Linked DNA regions of Rattus norvegicus: region 2 is linked to region 1. A link is a contact called in public Hi-C data. All regions are on one chromosome and are shown on one strand. The core of a region is the stretch at or near the end of the contact, and the rest is flanking DNA. Distances in the headings are between cores, read along the strand shown. Region 1 holds the start of Crygs (crystallin, gamma S). Region 2 overlaps Dgkg (diacylglycerol kinase, gamma).

The links. Hi-C and Micro-C count contacts between places; a contact is called where the count stands out from the background.
Region 2: a contact with region 1 is called in a Hi-C map of kidney, with 5 times the contacts expected there. The contact joins the enhancer-like site here to the promoter of Crygs in region 1. A contact is called at or near these places in 12 of 12 Hi-C or Micro-C datasets (the A7r5 cell line, the Rat2 cell line, Schwann cells and 7 more).

The regions. Positions count from the first base shown.
Region 1 is chr11:91,709,595-91,714,274 of GRCr8, reverse strand. Crygs (crystallin, gamma S) reads right to left here and starts at 2,520. Exons shown (of 3, transcript NM_001109553.1): 1 at 2,449-2,520. The coding sequence starts at 2,469. It also overlaps a transcript of Tbccd1 not described here.
Region 2 is chr11:91,980,359-91,984,866 of GRCr8, reverse strand. Dgkg (diacylglycerol kinase, gamma) reads right to left here. Exons shown (of 25, transcript NM_013126.2): 15 at 3,576-3,655; 16 at 2,491-2,565; 17 at 25-110. Among named protein-coding and RNA genes, the nearest start is that of Dgkg, 94 kb to the right of the region's middle. Within about 2 kb of position 1,881, at least 12 of the 93 cell types and tissues checked have an H3K27ac peak or open chromatin away from gene starts, as enhancers often do. A contact at or near this core is called in kidney, where this site is marked.

The sequences.
Region 1 (4,680 bases), core at 1,271-3,770:
CCTTTCTCTTTAGTCCTGGGTGACTCTTTCTGCAGGTGGCACACCCAGAGTCCTTTCATCCTGCTGTAATCTTTCCTGTTCCCTTCCTGTTCCTTAAAAAAACAAACAACCCCCCCACAAACCAACAAAATGAACAAAACCACACACACACAAACCAACAAAACAAACAAAATCACACACATACATACACATATCAACAAAAACACACACACAAACCAACAAAACAAAATCACACACACACACACCCACACACACCAACAAAACAAAACACACACACCCCACATTATTTCATTTCCTCGCTTCAATTTTGTTTTTCTACTCCCTCCCTCTCATTTTAGCACAGCAGAGTTAGAGGTATAGGATACCTGCTTACAAATGAGAGGGAAAAAAAATTCCAGCACAGCTCAAGTGACTTTGAACAGAGGATCATGGAGCCTTCCTAATCTGTAAAGCAAGGTAAAAGTGTCTTTCTACAGAGGGCAGGCTGAGGGTAAAATGGCAGTCAAGTGTACAGTTTAACACTTGACTTGAAGTTGTCAATAAGAAGGGGGTTTTGCCAGGCTGGAGGAGCTACGGGCACTTAAATGGATGTTGGGAAGGGAGAGTCATATTTCTGGGTGGGGAAGAATTCCATGTGGAGAAGATACTGGTTGTCAACCTTCCTAATGCTCTGAACATTTAATACAGTTCCTCATGTTGTGGTGACCTTCAACCATGAAATTCTTGTTGCTACTTCGTAACTGTAATTCTGCTACTGTTGTGAATTGTAAGGAAAAGAAAAGATATATAAGATATCTGTGATCGGGCTGGACATGGCTCAGCAGTTAAGAGCACTGGCTGCTCTTCCAGAGGTCCTGAGTTCAAATCCCAGTAACTACATGTTGGCTCACAACCTCTTGAAAGGGGATCCAGTGCCCTCTTCTGGAGTGTCTGAAGACACTGCCCCGTCTATGCACAATTCCTACTTATGAAGGAAATGTGAAAGCTGCCCATTCTGTAGCCAATGGATAGGCTGTGGTCCTCTCACATAAAACTTAGAAGAGAAAAAAAAGTGTTGTTTTCCTAGAAATTACTACGAAATTCCTGTCACATTTATTTTTCAAAAATAGCCTACCAAGCAGAAAGAAAAATATCTCGATTTTTCCCAGTGGTTAATGAAAACATACTTAACAAACCCTGTTGCTTTTGCAGAGCCCCCAGTGCCTCGGATTAATCCGGTGACAAGAAAGGAAGAACAAGGAGAAAGAACGAGTTTATTTACATGATGTCTGTGTCTCTGCAGACTTCTCCGTGGGACCTAAGTGATTACAACACTGGACATCTGTCTGGGTGCATGTTTGCTCTGTCTGTCAACTGAGGAAAAAGCACTCAGGCACTCGTCAACCACAGAACCTTAGGTTAACAGCCACCTCTGGACACCGTGACTGGAGAGCATACACTGTCGCTTACATAACTTCTTGCTAGTCTCAGTCTAAATGAGGAAACCATAAGACAATCTAGATGGGAGTTACCACAGCACGCATGGCTTGAGCCTTGAAAAGCGTTCATGTCTCAGTAACAACAAAAGCCAAAGATGCTGCTGTCTGGGCTCAAGGAGGGGAAGACGGGGAGCAAAGACAATCACCTAACTGCACGTGCCACGTGACCGTAACATACTCTGTCACACATGTTTATGGGGTCAACTGGAGAGACGAAGTATGATTTGAATGTCGGGGACCTATTTTTTCAAGGAGGGAAAAACTGTCTTTCAGAAAAACACATTTAGATGTCCGTCATCCATGCAATGAAGTCAGCTACTTTTCCAATGGTACAATAGACATCAAATAGAGCCGAACATTAACAACTGGATTCACTGAGCATTTTCTTAAGTCTTCCAAGGTTAGCAAGTCTAAATGTTTTCAAAGCGAAGAGTTGGAGGGGCCCTGCGTGGAGATCAGGCAGTGCAATGACTCTGCCCTTCAGAGTCATTGATGACTACAGAAGCAAACCACCTGAGCCATCAAACTGTTGGGTCGAATGTTGGTAAAGATTCTGCCTGGACACAAGAACCACTTGAATGAAGTATTTTAAGATTTAGTTCACTGGACCGGCCTTTTGGACCGGTAACGCGTGAGGCTAAGTTACGGACAACAGAATGCTGACTACTGATGCTTTCTACTGCAGTCTTCGCTATTCCTGAAGAGAGTTACATCCCCCGTTGCTGGACGGCAGCCATCGTGACGGTTCACATAGGGCCTAGTGCAGCACCCATCGCTAATGGTAAATCTTTAACGCGGTGTTAGATGATTCTGTTAGACTAGAAACAAGCTCTTCTCCATCTTCTCTCCCCGGCCCTGGCCCTCAAGCGTTAGCTTACTCACCTCAGGGCAAGGAAGCGAAAGCTGTGCTATGAGCGAGCCACTGGATGAGAAGCAGGTTAGCTAAAAGGTCTCTGTGGCAGTTGCTTACCTTGGCTCCGGTTTTAGACATTGTAAGTGCAGAGGTTGACTCCCGCACTACTGAGAGAGATTCAGGGCAGCTCTGGGGTTACAGGCACGGGGACATTTATATGGAGTGGCTTCAAGTCAAACATCTGCTTAGTCATGAGAATTGGATCCAAAATTTGAGTCAGTCATTTAGAGTCTATTGATGGTTGCTAGAAAAACAATTGGGATTATGAAATAAAGGAGAGCGCCGTGGTCCCTTTAGTGCTCACCCAGCCCTGCTGCATTGTACACTTTGCTGAATCAAGGCACCAAAAACCCAGCCAAAAGTTTTAAAGGTTCAAAAACAGGTCTTTCTCTGTGCAGTTTGTTTTCCTCAGCCAACGACCTCTTGGACATTCCTAACGTCTTTTTATCCTTCAACAGAGAGCCTTCAGAAGAAGCCAAAGACCACCCTCTACTTCTGGGTAAGCAAATTCACTAAGAACTAAGAGTCAAGAAGGCTCACCTTTGGCGGGGGGTTGGGAGTCCCCCAAAACATTTAAATGTTTTAAATGTGGATTATGTTAGGTGTATCAGTGTTTGGCTCCAATTTGATTACTGCCATAAAACTAGGAAAGATGTCTGCTTTCGGCAAATGCATGCTGATATGTTTAGGAATAAGATAATGTCACCAACTTCCTCTCAAGCTTTGAAGGAGAAGACTGAGTGTGGCAAATGTAACACCTGGGCACTCTACTCACAGCACATAGGGTTCAACGGCCTAACCTTTCCTTCCTCCTTCCCTCCCCTCTCCCTCCCCTCCCCCTCCCTCCCTCCTTTCTTCTTTTCTTAAGAGTCTTACTATGTTATGTATCACTGCTGGCCTGGAACCCACTGTGCAGCTGAGGCTACCTTCAAGTTCATGGCAATCGTCCTGCTTCAGGAATCACGAGTTTGCCTCACCAAGGTCAACTCACTTATCATTGCAAATGTCTTTCAATTAGGGAGACTCACACAGTGCCATGTACACAGGGGCAGAAAGCTGCCTTGAGACTCCAGAACTTTCTGAGCCAGACGCTCTCTGCCTGTCACACTGGGATCTTCTCAAGCAAAAGTTTCATCTCTAACTTTGGGAATAAGATGAAGACTTTGTACAATAAACTCAGAGAAACACCATGTCAGCTCTTCCCCCTTTTAAACTTTCCCAGCCAAGCTCAGTCTTCTTCGAAGTCCAACTTCACCTTTCCACTAACAAATCTCCAACGGGTATCTTTACGAATGTAGTACACAAGAGTGTTCCGCTTAGGAAGGGCAACTCTAGGGGCTGGAGGGGCTCAGCAGTTAGCAGCGCTTCCTGCTTTTGTAGAGGATTGGACGTCAGTCTAACAGCAGCCCCGCCCAGAGTAGCTCCCAGCTCCAGTCCCAGCTCCTGGAGACCTGACTCATTCGGCCTCCTTTAGCATCCACCAGTGGACACACACACACACACACACACACACACACACACACACACACACGCTCACATGCAGGCACATACTCACATATATACACATATGTACTTAATAATAAAAATAAATCTTTTAAAATGTGCTTTGACATGTAGATTACCAAGAAGCAAATAAACCACGGAATGCATTTGCTTCCTCAATTGTATGCACTTTAAATCCTGTCATGCCATCCCCTCTGGTTCTTCATACTTTGTTTATTCCAATTTCATGCTAAAGTAAAAACTACCAAAGCTTCGAAGGCTTAACAAGCAGGAAGAGAGTTTATTTTACTTGAGAACTAAGAGTGCTGCGCTGTGAGGATAACTAGTAGTTAAATGACCTGCGAGAGTGACTGGCTCATCTCTCTCGCTGTCTTAAAGGACAGGGCTTCACAGCCATATAAACCAAGTCTGGCACAGTAACAGAATAACAACAGACACCTTTCATTAAAGTTAAAAGTAAAACATCTTTTTAACAAAAGGAGAAAAATTACTTTTTAGAGTTTATTGAAATTTGAAGCAGAAAGTAAAAAAAAATTATACAATTTCCTGTGTTTTATACTTTAAGGCCTAAAATACTATTTTATAAAACTACCTGTGCTATAGTTATATGCCAACAGACCATTCTGTCACTCTTTTTAAAAAAGAGAGTAGCGATTTCCTTCTAATTAGCTTCAAAGAACCATGTAACAATTTTTTCATTTCTTTTCCTTCCTTTCTTGTGCGTGTGCATGTGTGTGTGCATGTGTGTATGTGTGTGTGTTTGAGACACAAGGTCCTCACCATGTA
Region 2 (4,508 bases), core at 632-3,131, 270 kb before region 1:
AAAGGCCTTCCTGGCCATCCTTACCAATGCAATCCAAAATCCAGCCAACTGTCCCATCTCCGCCACAGGCAAGAACACGGAAGTCCGGGGTATCCTGAAAGAAGTTCAATCTGGGAAGAAGAAAGGCCACAGTGGTCTTGTTATTAGGTGACTAACACTTGATACTTGATAACGTGTGCAGTGTGTGTGGTGTTGGGGATTGAACCCTGGTTCCCCGCAGATACTAAACAAACTACGAATGAACTACATTACAGCCTTAGCACGCATTACTTCTGAGTCGGTCCTCCCTGGGGGTTGGAAGAGTCACAGCCTCTGGAACCAGAATTGACTATGTGGTGCTCCCAACTATGGAGAAAATCAGTGGTGTACTTATGTGTACGTGGGGTGCTCACTTCCTAACAGGAGAAGAGTCTGACCGAACAACCAGCATGCAGAAAACCATTTTTGTGAATTCCCAGTTTTCACATTTTGGCATCAACACAAAGCATCCCTAATATTTTGACTCCCCTCAGGCTCTCCTGACTGCTGTCTTTAATACCACCTCTTTAAGAGAGATCCATTTAATTGTTTGGGTCCCCTGAGGGCCCCCTGCCGAGGGGAGGGAGACCCCCTCTTCTTTGGAAGCACGGATCTGGTAGAGCAGGACCTGGGGTCCACTGACCTTCCAGGGGGTCTGTGGATATAATTCAGAGGTTCGTGAACTTGGAAGAGAAAATGTTACCCTGATATCTTCTCAAACCTCTACCTGAGTATGGATAACAGACCACAGAGGCTTCGATTGCACCTGCAACTTTTTGTCACAGTGAACACCACAGCTATTGCGACACCTCAGTACAGCCGTACCGCAGGCCACGTGCTGTCATTTCTGTAGCTTGTGGTTTTCAGTTTGCAGTCATCATTTAACCTGATTATGGGTACTGTTGCTTAACGGGTTGTCAGAAGACACTCACTTACATACCGCAAATTTGTCTCTTTAGTCTTGGGTAACTACCTCTCAACATAATTAGCTCCACTGGAAATGACGTTATCTCCTATTACGCTTTGGAAAATATTATTTTAGATGGAGCTCATATTCTACCCGATTGTGACAGGAGTCCCTGGCAGAAAAAGTCAAGAGCCCTTGCTTTGGAGAAAATGTGACCGACCAGTCGACACCTTGAAGTGCCATTTAGGAATCCCAAGGCCTGTACATCTCTCTTCCCAGCCAGATCGTCTGAGAAGTCCCCGGGGTGCTCTGAGCACGGATGCCTATTGACAAGTCATTATCTCTCCCTTCCACAGGCCGTACATTCTGAACAGAGGCTCGCATCAGCTGGATGGACAGGAACAGTGAAGATGCCCTGGGGTCTTCAGTTCTGGAAGTAGGCTCCGAGCTTGTCATTCACCGGAAACCAATGGAAGGCTGGGAAGGCTGTGCTACTGAAATCCCCAAGGAGAGCGGGGCCCAGAAGGTACTTGGTGTTCTGGTACACCACTATCGGGCAGTAACCGGCACACACCTGGCTGTCATGGCAACTACAGGAGTCTGGCCCGACTTCTGAAGTGAATTTTACAGATCGGTGAATGTGCACCTGTCTGTCGTTCTCCTTTTAACTGGATCTTGTGCTTCCGATTCTATAAATAACCCCCGTGCCAGACAACGGAAAGACAGGGACAGGTTCCATTTTTAGACACCTTACTCCAGCCCTCTCTGAGGAATCTCAGTGACTCTAGAGTAGAAATGCAGGTCAGGAGGTGTGAAAGCCCCGACCAGACCTGGAAGATGGTGCTGGCAGAGCTGCCAGCAGGTGGCGCTAGGGCACCACCTCCGACTGGGTAGATGCCTTCAAGGCCATTGAGGGAATAATTTCCGATGCTGAAGACAAGCTCCACCCACCAGACCTTCAGACCATCCTCCTAGGTCCTGTCTCCTCCCCTCTAACAGCTCTTCCCGGCTTGCTAGGGAGAAGGGAGGTGGGAGAAGGGTCGGGAGGTGTGTAACCTCCACAAAACTGGGTAACTCAGGGAACAGTTTCGATGACGGAAATGCTCCTGTGGCAGAAGACGTGACAGACTTGGAGTGACTGTGTTGATCCACAGAGAGACAGCATTAAAAGCACTATGACGGGGGGCTGGGGATTTAGCTCAGTGGTAGAGCGCTTACCTAGGAAGCGCAAGGTCCTGGATTCGGTCCCCAGCTCCGAAAAAAAAAAAAAAAAAAAAAAAAAGCACTATGACGATATCAGCTAAGAGCCTTGCAAGTAGGTCAAAGTAAGTCGCCAGTGTGACCTCCCTGTCTGTCCCATGACTGGGTCATAGTTTCCCCCTGACATCAACACCTCCTTCAGTGACAAGGTACACGGGGCAAGTTCCCAAACAAGAACCAGGGCCAAGGTGAGGAGTGGGAAAGAAAGATGGCAGGCAGAGAAAGCCAGGAGATTTCAAAGGTGGCAAAGGAAGATGTTTTCTTCAGAGACCGAGGCAGGGCAGAGTGAAGACTGAGGTCCATACCCTGGCGTAGGCCCCCCTTTGTCCAGGTTGAAAACTTGTTTGGGGTTGAGCAGGTAGTGGAATTTCTGAAGAATTCTACAGGGGAAAAAAAACCACAACGATAGAGTTGAGAAATGGTAGGGTATCAGTCACATAGGGCAGGCGTCTGTGGTGAGGTTCTCCAGGTGCTTAAACCCAAGACGGGACATGGTACATGCAGACCCCGATATCCCAGTACACCTAGCATCCACACATCCTTCCCTCTGGCCCAAAGCTGCCCCTCCATCTGACTCCAGCCCCACCCTATGGACTGCTAATCGCTATGACAGAGAACAGGACTGCTGTCCTAAAGCTTCCTCCGTGTTAGAGACCTCTGGGTATTCTATGTGTTGTAGACTATCCAGGGGTGCTGAAGGCTCCTAGGCAGAGGGCCAGCATCCTCATAAGAGTACATGAGGAGAAGGAGAGGCTAGGAAGCCGAGGGCCTTGGTTTCTAGGCTCTACCTTGAGACCATTAGGCTGGGCCAGGAGGGTGTCTTGCTGTAAGGACTCATAGTTCTTGCTTGGGTCCAACCTAAGCCTTGATCCCTGCTCTCCAAACCATCTGCTCATTTCCCAGACTGAGCAGGCCTGGAAGTCAGAGTGGTTCTGCCTGCCCCCATCTCTTCTCCCACTCCATTGTGCTTACTCCAGCTTCCCCCAAACCCTGCATTTGCTTCACTGATAAGATGGGGTCGGGGCTAGGCCAGGTGGTCCTAAGCAGTTGAATCTCATCAAGTCTTTAAAACCAAGTCCTGCTGTGGGATAGGAAGGAACAGGCCCCTCAGAACTTGACTCTGGCGGCCTTCACAGAGGCTCACGTGGCAGGTCCGAGGTTAAGCACTAGGTCCGTTCTAATCCTTAAAGTAACGTGTGAGAGGTGATTTCACTGCTATCTACGTCATGGGGGTGGTGACTGAGGCACGGTTATTAACTCACCTGGGCCAGATGATGAACTGACCACAGGCCCAGGTTTTTTAACTGTACAGGTTACTATGTTGGGGCTGAGGGGAGGAAGGGGCTTGGTCAGGTTGGTTTAGCCTGTTTTGAAAGTAGAGAGGACTTACCTTTCTCCTTGTCTTCCTCCACTCTTGGGGTTCACCAGGACCAGCAGGGGATGCGTCCCCGGACTTGGGATGATCTTATACTTAAAAAATGAGAAGGAAGAGAAGTTAGCTTCATTCAGTCGTGGTAGGAGATGAAAGCAGGTGTTGAGACAGCTTTGGAAGGTGGAGGGAGAGCAGGCCCAGGCATGGAGCAGAGGAAGGGGCTGCTTACTGAGCTTCCTGGGGGAGACATGGCCGACTGCAGCCTGAGGGGCTTTTAAAGGGGGTGAATGGCAATGAGAGTTGGAGGTCGGGATCGGGGATGGGGCGATGACACCAGCTTCAAATTATACAGTCATGTGGCATCATGCCCACAGCACGAGATCAAAATAGTCAAGCACAGCAGTTCTCAACCTTCCCGGTGCTGCGAGCCTTTAATGCAATTCTTCATGTGGTGGAGACCCGAGTGCCCCCTCCCCCCATCATCTTGTTGCTACTTCATAACTGTAATGTTGGTACTGTTATGAATCAATATAAATCTGATATGCAGGACGTCTGGTTTATGACCCCGAGGGATCCAGACCCACAGGTTGAGAGCTGCAGGTCTAAAGGGTACATCTACCAACTCATGTGTCAATGAAATGAACGCTTACGGGGCACTGAGGGCCCAGCACTGTCCAAATCCTGTGGCCACACCCGATTTTCCTCCTACACCCGTTTCTCACTGTGAGGTCTATCCTCCTCTGATGCCTCACTGCTGAGGGCACTTCACCGATGGTACCACATAACAGGCCCAGACAAGTTGTCTTTCTCATAAGCCTAGCGGTCCCTCCCTTCCTGTTAATGGTGTGGTTACTCAGATGGACATACAGGCAGAGATCCTGACCTGACAAGTCCTTCCCTAAGCATTTCCCTGGCAGCCACTGTGGCCCCATGCCTTTGAGGCCTTTCCTA